Regions from separate parts of the Mus musculus genome. Here regions 1, 3 and 4 are each linked to region 2. The links are chromatin contacts, called in public Hi-C and HiChIP or PLAC-seq maps. All regions are on one chromosome and are shown on one strand. Each heading gives the region's core, a stretch centred on a gene start, on an enhancer-like site or on the middle of the called end of the contact. The rest is flanking DNA. Distances are from core to core; before and after follow the strand shown. Region 1 overlaps Sptlc2 (serine palmitoyltransferase, long chain base subunit 2). Region 2 overlaps Noxred1 (NADP+ dependent oxidoreductase domain containing 1). Region 3 holds the start of Gstz1 (glutathione transferase zeta 1 (maleylacetoacetate isomerase)). Region 4 holds the start of Ism2 (isthmin 2).

Region 1 (3,234 bases), core at 362-2,861, 93 kb before region 2:
TCAAACTTTGGGACGGAAACTGAGCTAACAGATTCGATGGAATAGTCTTAAATGCTTGCAATAGCTGGTGTCTTATGCTTGTTAGAATTCAGTGTGTTGAGCCAGTAATGTGATGGCAGCTTAAAGACTTCATCTGATAAGTCTTTGTTTTCATTTTTGTTTTTAAGGATAAAATCAGACTATTTCAGGCTGGATGTATTGTAGGTTTCTGTAATCCTAGCGCTGAGGAGGCAGAAGCAGGAGGAGTTCAAGGTTAAGGCCAGCCTGAGGATCATGGGAAGTTCCAGACCAGTCTGGCTAAACGTAATAAAGGTGTGACAGGCATACTTTAGAGGACAGTCTGTATTACATAGTCTGGGCTGCAAGGTAAGACCTGTCTCAAAAAAAGCAGCAACAGATGATACCATTTCTGACTAGAGAGAAAGAGAGAAGGTTTCTTTCTAGAAAGAGAGGCTGGCCATGGCCACGTGGAGAGAGGGGGGAAGGGAGGGAGAGAGAAGGAAGGCTAGAGATGATAGTAAGAAAGGTGAGAGTTTAAGAGAGCAAGGAGGGTAAGGCATGCCCTTATGACCTACTTTCTCCAACTAGGTCCCACCGCCTCTAAAATTTCCAACATCTCTTAAAATAGCACCATCAGCTAGGGGCTAAGCATACAAAGCCATGATTGTGGGGACAGTTCATGTTCAAACCTTAATAAAGGGCTTGTTGATTGGTGATAGGGCTAGTAGGTCTGTGATAAGGCAAAAGATTATATGTAAATTTCTTTAAAAAAAGATTATACTAATACACAAATATGTTACTTTTGTTTTTTTAAGATGTATTTATTTAATGTATATGAGTACACTGTAGCTGTACTTATGGTTGTGAGCCATAGTGTGGTTGCTGGGAATTTGAATTCAGGACCTTTTGACCCTGCTCGCTCTGGTCGGCCTGCTTGCTTTGGCCTAAAGATTTATTTATTATTATATCTAAGTGCACTATAGCTGTCTTCAGACACCAGAAGAGGGCATCAGATCTCTTTATGGATGGTTTTGAGTCACCATGTGGTTGCTGGGATTTGAACTCAGGACCTTCGGAAGAACAGTCAGTGCTCTTAACCGCTGAGCCATCTTTCCAGCCCCATCACTTAGTTTTAATGAAGTATTATTTATGCACAATAGTAAAATTCACCAACTTTTTAAGTATATATCTCTACAAATTTGTACAAAAACATAATCTTACAATACCATGATCAGGGCACTGAATATTCTCATCATCTCCCAAAACACCCTTATGTCCCCTAGCTGATGAAGCCAGCTCAGTCAGTCAACAAGGTCTCAAGGGAGAGAGTGAGGATTAAAAAGAAAAAGATAATTAGACTACACAATACAATAACTCCAGCCAGTTTAGAAGCTGAAGCAAGGTTGTTTTTTTGTTTTTTTGTTTTTCCTCAGTCTGCTTTTATTTCTTTCTAGGTACATACAAAGAATATAATCAGTCCTAGGGCATAAACTAAGTAGTCAAGGAACAAACAAAACTTGAACAAAGGTCCCTTGATTACTGTATTCAGGGTCTTAACAAGACCCATCAAAATACAAAGAACACATTCCTCCGTTGTATAGGACTACTTCTTTGTCCTAGCCCAATGTCAAATTCCTGCCAAATTCCTAAAAGGCTGCCCCAAAAGCTCTCCACACCTGGCTGTCTGCCTCAGTCCCTCTTTTTGACCACCTTTGATCTCTTGTTTCTACAGTTGTCCTCTAGGATTCCATTCTAATTCATGCAGCATGAAATCTTACTTCTGTCTTCATCTAGCATACTTTGCAGAGCAAGATTGTGGTAGATTTTGTTTGTTCTTTTTAAAAACTATTTTCTATTCTTACCGTAGTTTTTGGGTTGTTCATTTGTTGGTTTTGCTTTTGTTTTCTCTTTGAGCGAGGGTCTCACTGTGGGGGCCCACACTAGCCTAGAAATTGCCATCCTCTGGTCTGAATGTCCAGCATGGCTACCATTTTGAACCTACACATTATAACTTCAATAGCATCATAGCATCCTTGTTTGCTAATACTCTTTGTCATTTTTGGTCTGTTTTTGTTTTTTGACTTCCCACTTAGTCATATGAGCATATTATTTAGCCTGTTTGTTGGCCTACAGTTTTCTTGGTTGTCATATACTTTACCAGTTTGATACTCTATTTTGTTGTATTCCCTTCAGTATCACTGAACTTTGCTCTGAGAATCAAATCCATTTGAGACTTACTTTTGAGGTTTGTTAAGGTATATCAAGACTTAGTCTTTGGCTTTTGGTTTTTCGAGACAGGTTTTCTGTATAATGGTTCTGGCGTCCTGGAACTTGCTCTGTAGTCGAGGCTGGCCTCACACTGAGAGATCTCTGCTTGCCTCTGCCTCCAAAGTGATGGGATTAAAGGGATAGGCCAACATACCCAATACCCAGCCCATTCTAGGGTTAATTTACTTCCACTACTAAAGCGACATTCTTCTGTGGGCTATTGTGTGCATTGTGCCATCTTTCTATTTTCGTGGGTGAATAACTATTGTGAGCTCTTTGTAAGTGCCAGAAATTGTTGGAGCTACTGCCTTCTGGAAGAATTTCCCAATCCTTGGAAGTTTCTTCTTATACATGTGCAGTTCTGGTATTGCCAAAGCTCACCTCCCTCCTCTTCTACTTACTGCCCAACAAAGTCCTAATCAGTTTGACCTCTCCAATTCTGATTTCAACTGACAAGATTGGGTCCACCTTCTTTGTGTAGCAACCTGGAACTTGCCTGTAAGCATTAAGTACCTGAAGGTTCACCCTGCTTCCATCTCTGAAGGAACATTTTCAACATTTCTTGTTGCCCTGTGTCTGACAGCTGTGGTGTTTTGTCCAGCTTTCTATTAAAGGAAGGTAAATCTTGTCCCAGTATTAAGGAAGGCAAGGGTGGAAGTAGAAGTCTCCTGTAAAAGTGAAGGAAGAAGCCGGTGATGTCGTTCACTTGGTTGAAGTTGCTCTGGCATGGTAGCACTTGTAATAACTTAGAGGTAGAATCAGGAGATTCAGAAACTCGAGGTCATTTTCAGATACTTAGAGTATGTGTGTAGTGAATATATGTATTTTGAATGAGAATGGCCCCAAAAGGCTCATATATTTGCATGCTTAGAGTCCCCATTTGATGACTGAGAAAGATTGAGACCTTGGAGAAGGTGTCACTGGAGGTGGACTTGGGGCTTCAAAAAACCCATGCCAGGCCCAGTG
Region 2 (3,127 bases), core at 180-2,679:
ATTTGTCTTTGAGGAAGTGGAGTGAAGAAGGGGCCCAAAGAACATTCTGGGGAGAAGGAAATACTTTACATCTAGGGTAGTGGTTCTCAACTAGTAGGTCATGATCCCTTTGGAGGGGGAATGTCAAACGACTAAGATTATCAGAAAACACAGATATTTACATTGCAATTCACAACAGTGGCAAAATTACAGTTAGGAAGTAGCAACAAAAATAATTTTATGGCCAGATGGCACATGCCTTTAATCCCTGCACTCGGGAGGCAGAGACAGGCAGATCCCTATGAGCTTAAGGCCAGACTGGTCTATAAAGTGAGTTCCAGGACAGCCAGGGCTACACAGAGAAACCAAACCCTATCTCAAAAAACAAAAAATTATACAACAATAACAATAATAATAAATGTATGTATGTATTTATTTATTTATTTATTTGGTTTTTCGAGACAGTGTTTCTCTGTATAGCCCTGGATGTCCTGGAACTCACTTTGTATACCAGGCTGGCCTCGAACTCAGAAATCCACCTGCCTCTGCCTCCCGAGTGCTGAGATTAAAGGCGTGCACCACCACGCCCGGCTATAAATTTTATTGTTTGGGGTCACAAAAACATGAGGAACTGTATTAAAGGGTTGAAGCATTAGGAAGGTTGAGAACTGCTGGTCTAGAGGGAGCTGTGGGCTACATGGATGTATGCCCTTATCAAAACTGTTCAAGCTGTATACTTCAGAGTTCCATGTGGTACTGTATGTAAATTACACTACAATAAAATGCAAAATAACATTGCAAAGCAGTATGCATACTGTAGACAAATTACCCTGGAAGAAAGGATAACCATCCATACTCTTTTTAACCAGGCTATCGTCGTTCCCCCACCCCACCCTTTTTTGAAGTATATTGTATACTGGCTTTTCACCTGATGCATCGGAAGTGCATTTCGTATCATTTAGCATTCTTTAAAATAAAGATTTTTAAGCCCTTTCACTGTCACCCGGCTGGCTTTGAGAGCACTTCCTAGTGTGTCTGACCTTATCAGGGCAGTTTGTGTCGCTGGTGTCTGGGCATTCTGGGGAGGAGATGAGGCAGAGCTACAGTTGTGAGTGCTTTGTGCTTCCCCCGCCCCCTTTACTTTCTTCTCCGGATTTAAGATATATTTCCATGAAAGATTAATCTTATTATAAAAAGGTGATTTTAAGCTCATGTTACATTCCTATTATATGCCCATTAGAGATAAGATTCCAAGCTGGAAGGCGGTGGCACATGCCTCCAAAAATAAAAACATCCAGCATTTGTTCCAAAATCAAAGCAACAGCAATCACATAAGAAGCCCAGTCTCTGCCTCAGTGGTACCAGCTGCTTTCGCAAAGGGGTTATTGGGGAGTGGGGGTGGGGCTTAAGCTCACAGAGGCTTCCAGGAACCAGCGGCTGGTTTCTGTGGCCACGTGACTTAAGCTGCTTCCTGAAACACCCTTACCGCCATCCTCTCCCCACAGCTGATGTGCAGGTCAAACTTCTCTGCATTATTGTGTTCTTTCTCCCTCCCAGGTGAGTTACGGAAACTAGGGGTCCGGTGCGTCTATGACAACGCTGCTGTGGCGAGCTGGGCCAAAGTGTTGTTCCTCTGCTGTCTGCCTGCCCAGCTGCCTAATATCTGCCTAGAAATTCAATCCAAACTCAACAAGCACTGCACCGTGTACAGCTTTGTATCCGCCATTCCGCTACCCAGGTATCTTGTCAGGATGAGAGCGGAACTCATAGCCTCTTGGCCTACCTCTTGGAGTTAGGCATGCTCAGTAATGAGGAGGAGGAGGCAGCTTGACCTGCAGAAAGACCCCGCCAGCCTTTCTAGTTCTGTCTTCCTCCAGTTTTACACAAACAGCACTTGGGGTTTGGATGACTTTCCCTGCCTAAAATATTAATGGCCTGCTGCTTTCCAGTACTCCATTCCCACTTGGGGCATCAATGAGAAGACACCAGAGAACAACATGAGAAGCTACTAAAAATACATGCCAAACATTGGGTTTTTTTGTTTTTGTTTTTGTTTTTGTTTTGTAGTCTTGCATCTAGCCAAGAGCTAGGCACAAGATAACATTCAGTAAATATTAGGTGGATGGTTGAACAATCTAATCAGTGCCCTGAGCGCACAGTGGGCCCATAGCTTGTTGCCTGAGCAGTGGCTTGCAGGGGAGAGTCTGGGGTTTGGCCTGAATTCAGATGCAGTAGATTGGAAAGTCACTTATTCCAGTCTGTATTCCCTGTCTTTGTGGCTTCCAGGTTGAAAAGTTTACTGAACCACACCAATATCCTGAGGCCCCAGTACCAATTTGCTGAGGATTATGACAACATCTGGGGAGAGAATGAGGAGGTCCCAATTGCTCTCCAAGATACAACGATTATCCGGGGTACCTGCCCCTACAATAATCTTGGTAATGGCACAACTGTGTAACTATTTCTGGCATTCTTTCGACAATTACCTTCTCTCTCTCTCTCTCTCTCTCTCTCTCTCTCTCTCTCTCTCTTTCTGTGTGTGTGTGTGTGTGTGTGTGTGTGTGTGTGTGTGTGTGTGTGTGTGTATGTCTGTGTCTGTAAAGCACAAAGCAGATACATTCTTAGTTATTTGAGTTTGGAATGCAAAGAGCTTGGTAAGAAAAAGCAACCTTTGTTGGGCAGAATGGAGTAGCCTAATTTGTGGATCCTTAAGTCTGGGCTAGAAACAACCAGGGGAAATAGCTATGTGAACAAGAGAATGAGCTGGGCTTGGTGGTACATGCCTATAACTCCAGCCTTGGAGAGGAGGAGACAGGAGAATCAGGGTATCGAGACTCTTGGGCTATATAACCAGTTTGAAGGCAGCTAAAACTACATGTGAACCTGTCTCAAAAAAATAAAAAAATTTTAAAAAGATCAAAACCAACCAAAACAAAACAAAGAAAAACAACAAAAAACAAAACAAAACAAAACCCAGGAGAATTCAATGTCTGGGACGAAAAAAAAAAAGACAGGGGGGTGTTCCCTTTAATCTTGCAGTCTTCCCTAGTTCCTCCCTGCTGTGGGCAGGGACCTTTGTCATTAGCCCTGTCTGTCTTAGCCCTATCTGCTTCCCTTTGCTGTGATCAACACACATTGTGCTGTAAAG
Region 3 (2,916 bases), core at 6-2,505, 77 kb after region 2:
ACCCAACCCAGGGAATGGTGTCACTCTCCCACATCAGTTAACCTGATAAAGACAATCCTAACCCTCTCTGCAGAGCATCTGGAGGCTTGTCTCCTATGTGCTTTTAGATAAACAGGGAGAGAAATCACAGCTAAGCACTAACAGCAAACCACCTGGCGATTTTTGCACTTGAACAGCTACTTTTTAATATCAAGTAGAATGTCCGTTTAATTAGCACCGGGAAGGATCATGTTTCCAACTCAAACATGCATTCTGGCGACTTTAAATTTGCAGTTTTTCTGTTGTGGGAGACTCGGCCCATGCTAGGAGCTACGTCAGAGTTGCGTACATCCCTAGCTGTTTTTATACCATTTCTTACATGATTAAAATCCTGAAAAATCACATCTGTATGTGGAAAATCTATATTAACCGGATGCAATGTCCTTTGCATCTAATGTGCCGCCTTCCTACATATCGGCCCTCCTAAGAGACTCAATTTTAAGTCTCTTATAAAACACACTCGCAGCTCCATTCCAGCAATGGCTTAAATACAAATGGCTCTAGGGTGGACTAAAGAAGTTCGACTTAAACCCTGGACGCTCCATATGCCACAGCCTGGAATCCCAGCACTTGGAAGGCGGGGGCGGGAGAGTCAAAGTTCAAAGTCAGGTTGGGCTGCACAGCAAGATCGTTTCTTAGAGCCAAACCGACAAAACTAGAAACCTGAGCAGATACTACAAGTGATTATTAACGTCGTTAAAGAGTCACATCTTTCCCCCTTGCCTTTGGTGCATGCCTGGACCACCAGGTCCCCTGAGAGACATACGAAGGGCGCCGCGAAACTGCAAAGTAGGGAACCATGTTTGAAAGCCCTAGAAGAGGTCTGTCTACCCGAAGCAGGGAAAAGCGCGATTGGACGCCCCTCAAAAGCTTCCAAGTTTAGCCTTCCCGGCCCAATCTACCACCACCATAAGGTTCAGCGGCCAGCGCGCAGGTGTAGAGTGAGCGGGCGCCGAGGTGCACGCCGGGAGTCGTTGTGGCGCCACGCGAAGAAGCGAGCTCTCAGCCCCGCCCCCCCCCACAGCTCTTCTCCGCGTTTCTCAGGAGAGACCCTCATCCCCGGACGTGGGGCACAGACCTTCCCGGCTTGCATCTCGCCCGGTCGGCCGGCCAAGAAAGTCAGCTCTCGGGACTAGAAGATGACTGAGGCCTAGCGGGGTCCAGAGAGCGAAGGTTGGACTAGATGGCCTCCCTCCTTCGGGCTGGCCCCGCCCCCGCCCCCTGAGCTGCTGGGAGTTGTAGTTCATGAGCCGACTCGAGTTTGTCAGTCCTTGGTTTCCCTCCGCCTCCCGCAATGCTCTACGCCTCAGGCCGCCTCTTAGCTGCCCGGGCGGCCACCACACTTTCCGCCCCGCCCAGAGCCCGGGGCCCGGCGCTCCGCGGCAAACGGAGGGAACTACAAATCCCATGGCACCTCGAGACGCCTTCTTATGACCCCTTGACGGGGCAGCGGACAAGACCCGGCGTGCCTCCGGCCCGGAGGGTGATCCTTCGGAAGGGGAGGATGCCGCCGGCCATAGGCGGTGGCCTAGCGGGCTCCGAGCTGCGTCCCCGTAGGGGCCGCTGTGTGCCGCAGGCTGCCAGAGCCGTGAGCCGAGACGTGGTCCCCCAGGCTGCAGCACGGAAACTTAAACGGCCTGCTTGGAGCTCGCGGCGCTTCCAGGCGGCAGGGTGGTGGGCCACGTTGGCTGTGGTGACGCTGCTGTCCTTTGCCACCCGCTTTCACCGGCTGGACCAGCCTGCTCACATCTGGTAAGTGGCGGAAAGGACTTGGCGGGCACCATGGCAACTGAGAGGGAGTGACGCCACCCTCTGATTGGCTTGAGGGCGCGAAGTGGGCGGGATTCATCGGAGGCACGACAGGTCCTTGGCGGTAGAGAAACTCAGTTGTATTTCGAGGGGAGTAGGGGGTGGCTGGGGAAAGCTTTCCGGTGTGTCAAACCTCGGAGAATAGGTTTGCCCTGGTGGGGGTCCCACACTCGGAGTTTGCAGGAGTTGTCCTCATGTCTTCTAGTCACCTGGCTTTAAAATGGTGATACTCAGAGGTTCTTTGAACTTGGCTGAGAAATTAGTAAATTCGTAGAACATAATTTTCCCAAAGCGTGATTTTCAAAGAAAAAGATTCCTATAGAGTAAGGATAGTTTGGGTATCGGGAGATGGCGGCACAGATTCTGAGCAACAGGTCTGGTGTTATCCTGTGAGAATTATTTTCTAGGCCTTACTTTGTATGATACAGATGGTGGCTTGAGGCTTGGTTCAATTCCATTTCCCAAGCTCACAGAGTTACTTGATCTTTAGCTGGAAGGGATGTTTTATCTTCTCTATATCACCAAACAGAAACTTAGCATAGAAGGTGTCACAAGTGGATCTTACTCAAGAGCAAGCAAACACACTGACAGGGCTGCTCCTATAGGAAACTAATAAATTACTGTGAAGCTAATTAATAAATTAGGTGCATTTTATGACTGTTGGGAGCTGTAACTACTGGGTTAAACACAAAGGCGTAATCACAGGAAGGGGAATGAATATCAGCACCTTTAGAGTTAGGTTCTTCCACCCCCTGTCAAATCCTACTATACATGACTGTATCCCAAAGAGATAGGTGTACCCACAGTGGGTTACATAATGGCCAAGGACTAACGAGTTTGGGAAATCTATTTTAACACTCACAAGCCTTAATTAGCTCTGTTCTCATAGGAGACATTGCCATATCTCTTATTGCAAGCACAGCCCTAAGAAATGGCCCAGGTCAAATGCAGTTAGGGCATCCTAGGTACATTCTTGGCACGTGTGGTTGTCCATCATCAGCTGCCACTTGTCTTAGGTGGCCCGTCTGAATCTTATCTGGCTTTGGGGTTAGACTTAGAGGAGAAAGA
Region 4 (3,204 bases), core at 62-2,561, 75 kb before region 2:
GCTTAACCTTTAGTCCGGTGAATTCAGCTTAATTTAGAAGCCGCTCCCTGGCTAAAATTCTGTTCTCGGTGTTTATCACGTACCAGGCAGCCATCTTCTTAATTTGGATCATGCGAAACTGCCAATATTCAACCCCTTTGACAGGACCCCACAAGCAGGCTGTCACCCAATGCAATGCGTCACCATTCAATTCTGCTGCTGTGGAGAGCAGGGGTAATTTCAAAACAAGACCAAGTAAAAGCAAAACAAAACAAAACCCAGCGCAGCTCTGAGATTTCCACTCTACTTCAGGCACCCCTGAGCAGTCGTAGACCACAGCTTGGTCATAATAGCCACCCTCTCCACTGCCCCCAGGTTCGCTTCCAGGCTCCCTCCTCCCGCCATCCCAGGTAGGTATCACCTTGATTTCATTCTCTCCTATTCTCATCCTACCACCTGGTCTAAGCCACTGCTCCGGAATTCTAGTTGCCCAAAGGTCGCCGTTCAGTGAGTGGCTTACTGTGAAGATCCAACCCGAAGGTCTGGCCGAAAGGGCTGGGCTGTCCTAAGGATCAGCGACACCAGCTGCAGGACGGATCCTCCGACCCCTGCACTCAGGCTTACCCCACCACAGCACACCCGCTGTTCTGGGACTGTGGCTTGTGTGGTCTCCTGGGTCTGACAGTCCTAAAAGCTGAAAGGGGATCGGGAGCTGGGACCGCAATGTGGCGGCGGGCTCCTCATCCCAGGCGACGCTGTTGAACTTCCAAAGTCCCTCGCAAACCTACCTGGCTGCACGCACACTTTTGCCTAAGTTCCAAAGTCTCCCACCGCTCGCCGCCGGTCAGTCGCGCGTCCCTGCCTGTGAGGCCCGGGCTAGTTTGGGAGGCTGTCGCCCGCGCTGTCGAGGAGCGCTCCTGTGGCGCCGCAGCCTTCTCGCCCCTCAGCAGCCCCTCGTGGGACCGCAACTTTCCCGGGACAGGAATTCGCTTGGGGCCGCGACGGCGACAGTGGCGGGGACTGAGGGCGGGGTGGCCGCCAGATCAAAGGAGCCGCCCCGCGGAGCCCGGACGAGTCCCCGAGCGCCGAGGGGCCCCTTGGGGAGGGCGAAGGGGGGTAGAGAGACATGGGGCCACTGACCTCGCTCGCAGACCCCTGCTCACCGGCGGCGCGCACCCGAGCGCGCGCTCCCGCCGCTCCTCGCGAGGTCCCCGCGCGACTGGACGGAGCCTGCGCCGCAGCCCGCGCTCCCGCCCCAGGAGGAGGCGAGGCGGGGCGCGAACGCGCTCCCGAGCCCCGCGGCTCTGGCAGAGCAGCCTGGAAGGGACACGATGCGGCCACCGCCCAGCCGAGCACGGTTCCCGCGCGCCTTGATGCTGCTGGCCGCCCTGCTGGCCACTGGCCGAGGGCTCCCACTGAGGAAGCGAGGTCCCGGGCCCCACGGCCACTCGAGGATGGCGGAGGTGAGTGATGAGCGGGACTGGAGGGACGGAGCAGGGTGGGCACTGGACGATGGCCAGGAGCACTGAGCCCGCAGGAGTTTACACTCTCCACGCGTGGCCGCGAGCCCTGGTGGCGCCGTAACGTACTGGCTGCAGAGGGAAAAGTTGACTGTGGTGCCTGCTCCGCGGTGGCCCGGCTTCTTGGGTCCTACCCACCCCTTCCTCGCCCTGAGCGAACATCACCTGCAGCAGCACACCCCTGAAAAGCCACCCTGGAGCGGAGAGAGGAGATTCCAGGGCTCTGTGGAGTGGTGGCCTGGGGCTACCGACTTGGGCTAAGTGATTCTCTTGAAGCAGCCCCTAAATACTAACCAACCAAGGATTCGAGTTTTCCATTGGGAGTTGAGGCAGGCTGAGGGAGTTAAGGGCGTTCTGCACCTTGCTGGGTGTAGGCTGTCAGCCAGCATTTCTTCAAAGAATGTGTGTCCTGAGATAGAAGAGCATGGCGAAAGAGTGCTGGCTGTGTTAGAAACAGTGTTTCAGTCACCAATCACTGCGGTCTAGCCTTATGCTCTCCTTTCACAGTTTTAGTGGCTATTCCCCGTTCCTGTCCCCATTTCCATGGAGGCTTGTTTGTAATGCAAGAGCCAGCCTGATGTGTAGTCCTCCTCCTCCTCCTTCTTTTCGAGACAGGGTTTCTCTATGTAGCCCTAGCTGTCCTGGAACTCACTCTGTAGACCAGGCTGGCCTCAAACTCAGAAATCCACCTGCCTCTGCCTCCCAAGTGAAGGGATTAAAGGCGTGTGTCACCACTGCCCAGCTGATGGGCTCTTCTTGCCTGGAGCTGTTCTGGAGGAAGACTCCTATTTCCGAAATGGGGAAACTGAGGGGCCAGGACCTATAGGAAACAAGAGATGCTAAATGCATGACTTGGACCGGAGTTTGGGCTATATTGTTAGAGCCCAGACTCCCAGAGCCCTTCAGAGGATGGGAAGGCTCCCTTAAGTTTACATCCCTTAAATATCACAAACCATTGTCACCTCTAAGACATTTTTTTTTCTCCTCAAGTTCCCAGCTTTCCCCAGTAGGAATGTATCCTGTTAATTATAGGGCTGTAATAGGGCTGCCTTCATTCTGGGGCCTGGAATTTGTAGTCCTGGGGGCAGCTGTCTCTTGCTTTGCAAGAAGCCTATCACTGTTCCTAGGCACTGCCATAGGGCCAGATGCTGCCAGATGTTTCCTGAGGGGCACACATCTACTTGGCCATTGTTGAGAAACACGGACATGGACAAATACAGGGATTTCTGACCTGGATGTACCTGGATTTCTAGCATTCAGGCATTTGAAGCAAGACACCTTGTTCGAGGCCATCCAATATGTGCCATGTAGGATCTGGGGCTAGTCTGAGCTACATAGCCACATTTGTCTCAAAGAAAAAGGAAAACAAAACAAAACAAAACAATGAAATAACTAGAAACAACTACCATAGCAACAACGACAAAACAAACACCCAAAAATCAGAGTCTAGCTGCTAACCTAAGGATAATGATAGTGGTCAAATTAAATTGGTTTGGTAGGGCATGGTGACACAGGCTTGTAATCCCAGCACTGGGGAGATTTAGGCATAAGGACAAGAAGCACGAGGTCACTGTCAACTACACCAAGTTTGAGGTGGCACACGCCTTTAATCCCAGCACTGGGGGGGGGGGGGGGGGGGCAGAGCCAGGCGGATTTCTGAGTTCGAAGCCAGCCTGGTCTACAAAGTGAGTTCCAGGACAGCCAG

What was found. A called contact is a pair of places that touch in the nucleus more often than the background predicts. HiChIP or PLAC-seq counts read pairs in DNA pulled down with a chosen protein or histone mark.
Region 1: an H3K27ac HiChIP or PLAC-seq map of embryonic stem cells shows a contact between it and region 2, with 8 read pairs. The contact joins two enhancer-like sites. A contact is called at or near these places in 12 of 39 promoter capture datasets (the 3T3-L1 cell line, the C10 cell line, the HPC-7 cell line and 6 more), 1 of 484 Hi-C or Micro-C datasets (nephron progenitors), 2 of 115 datasets of contacts at active chromatin or transcription factors (both in embryonic stem cells) and 2 of 9 other capture datasets (adipose tissue and macrophages).
Region 3: a Hi-C map of embryonic stem cells shows a contact between it and region 2, with 1.6 times the contacts expected there. The contact joins the promoter of Gstz1 here to the enhancer-like site in region 2. A contact is called at or near these places in 22 of 39 promoter capture datasets (the 3T3-L1 cell line, 3T3-L1-derived adipocytes, the C10 cell line and 13 more), 10 of 484 Hi-C or Micro-C datasets (B cells, bone marrow-derived macrophages, cerebral cortex and 4 more), 12 of 115 datasets of contacts at active chromatin or transcription factors (the HPC-7 cell line, the SCID.adh cell line, bone marrow-derived macrophages and 6 more) and 4 of 9 other capture datasets (adipose tissue, liver, macrophages and 1 more).
Region 4: a contact with region 2 is called in an H3K27ac HiChIP or PLAC-seq map of embryonic stem cells, with 5 read pairs. The contact joins the promoter of Ism2 here to the enhancer-like site in region 2. A contact is called at or near these places in 4 of 39 promoter capture datasets (the HPC-7 cell line, embryonic stem cells, liver and 1 more), 1 of 484 Hi-C or Micro-C datasets (nephron progenitors), 2 of 115 datasets of contacts at active chromatin or transcription factors (both in embryonic stem cells) and 3 of 9 other capture datasets (adipose tissue, liver and pancreatic islet).

The regions. Positions count from the first base shown.
Region 1 is chr12:87,316,483-87,319,716 of GRCm38.p6, reverse strand. The region is part of intron 9 of Sptlc2 (serine palmitoyltransferase, long chain base subunit 2); the gene reads left to right. Among named protein-coding and RNA genes, the nearest start is that of Ism2, 18 kb to the right of the region's middle. Within about 2 kb of position 1,611, at least 9 of the 459 cell types and tissues checked have an H3K27ac peak or open chromatin away from gene starts, as enhancers often do. A contact at or near this core is called in embryonic stem cells, where this site is marked.
Region 2 is chr12:87,223,448-87,226,574 of GRCm38.p6, reverse strand. It overlaps Noxred1 (NADP+ dependent oxidoreductase domain containing 1), which reads left to right. Exons shown (of 8, transcript NM_027744.1): 5 at 1,537-1,717; 6 at 2,266-2,417. Among named protein-coding and RNA genes, the nearest start is that of Noxred1, 14 kb to the left of the region's middle. Within about 2 kb of position 1,429, at least 20 of the 459 cell types and tissues checked have an H3K27ac peak or open chromatin away from gene starts, as enhancers often do. A contact at or near this core is called in embryonic stem cells, where this site is marked.
Region 3 is chr12:87,146,046-87,148,961 of GRCm38.p6, reverse strand. It overlaps Gstz1 (glutathione transferase zeta 1 (maleylacetoacetate isomerase)), which reads right to left and starts at 1,255. Exons shown (of 9, transcript NM_010363.4): 1 at 1,118-1,255. The coding sequence starts at 1,132. Pomt2 (protein-O-mannosyltransferase 2) reads left to right here and starts at 1,060. Exons shown (of 21, transcript NM_153415.4): 1 at 1,060-1,791. The coding sequence starts at 1,334.
Region 4 is chr12:87,297,812-87,301,015 of GRCm38.p6, reverse strand. Ism2 (isthmin 2) reads left to right here and starts at 1,311. Exons shown (of 6, transcript NM_001290302.1): 1 at 1,311-1,442. The coding sequence starts at 1,311. It overlaps Gm51956 (a long non-coding RNA gene), which reads right to left and starts at 1,939. Exons shown (of 4, transcript XR_003950111.1): 1 at 1,665-1,939; 2 at 768-1,571; 3 at 500-673; 4 at 1-198.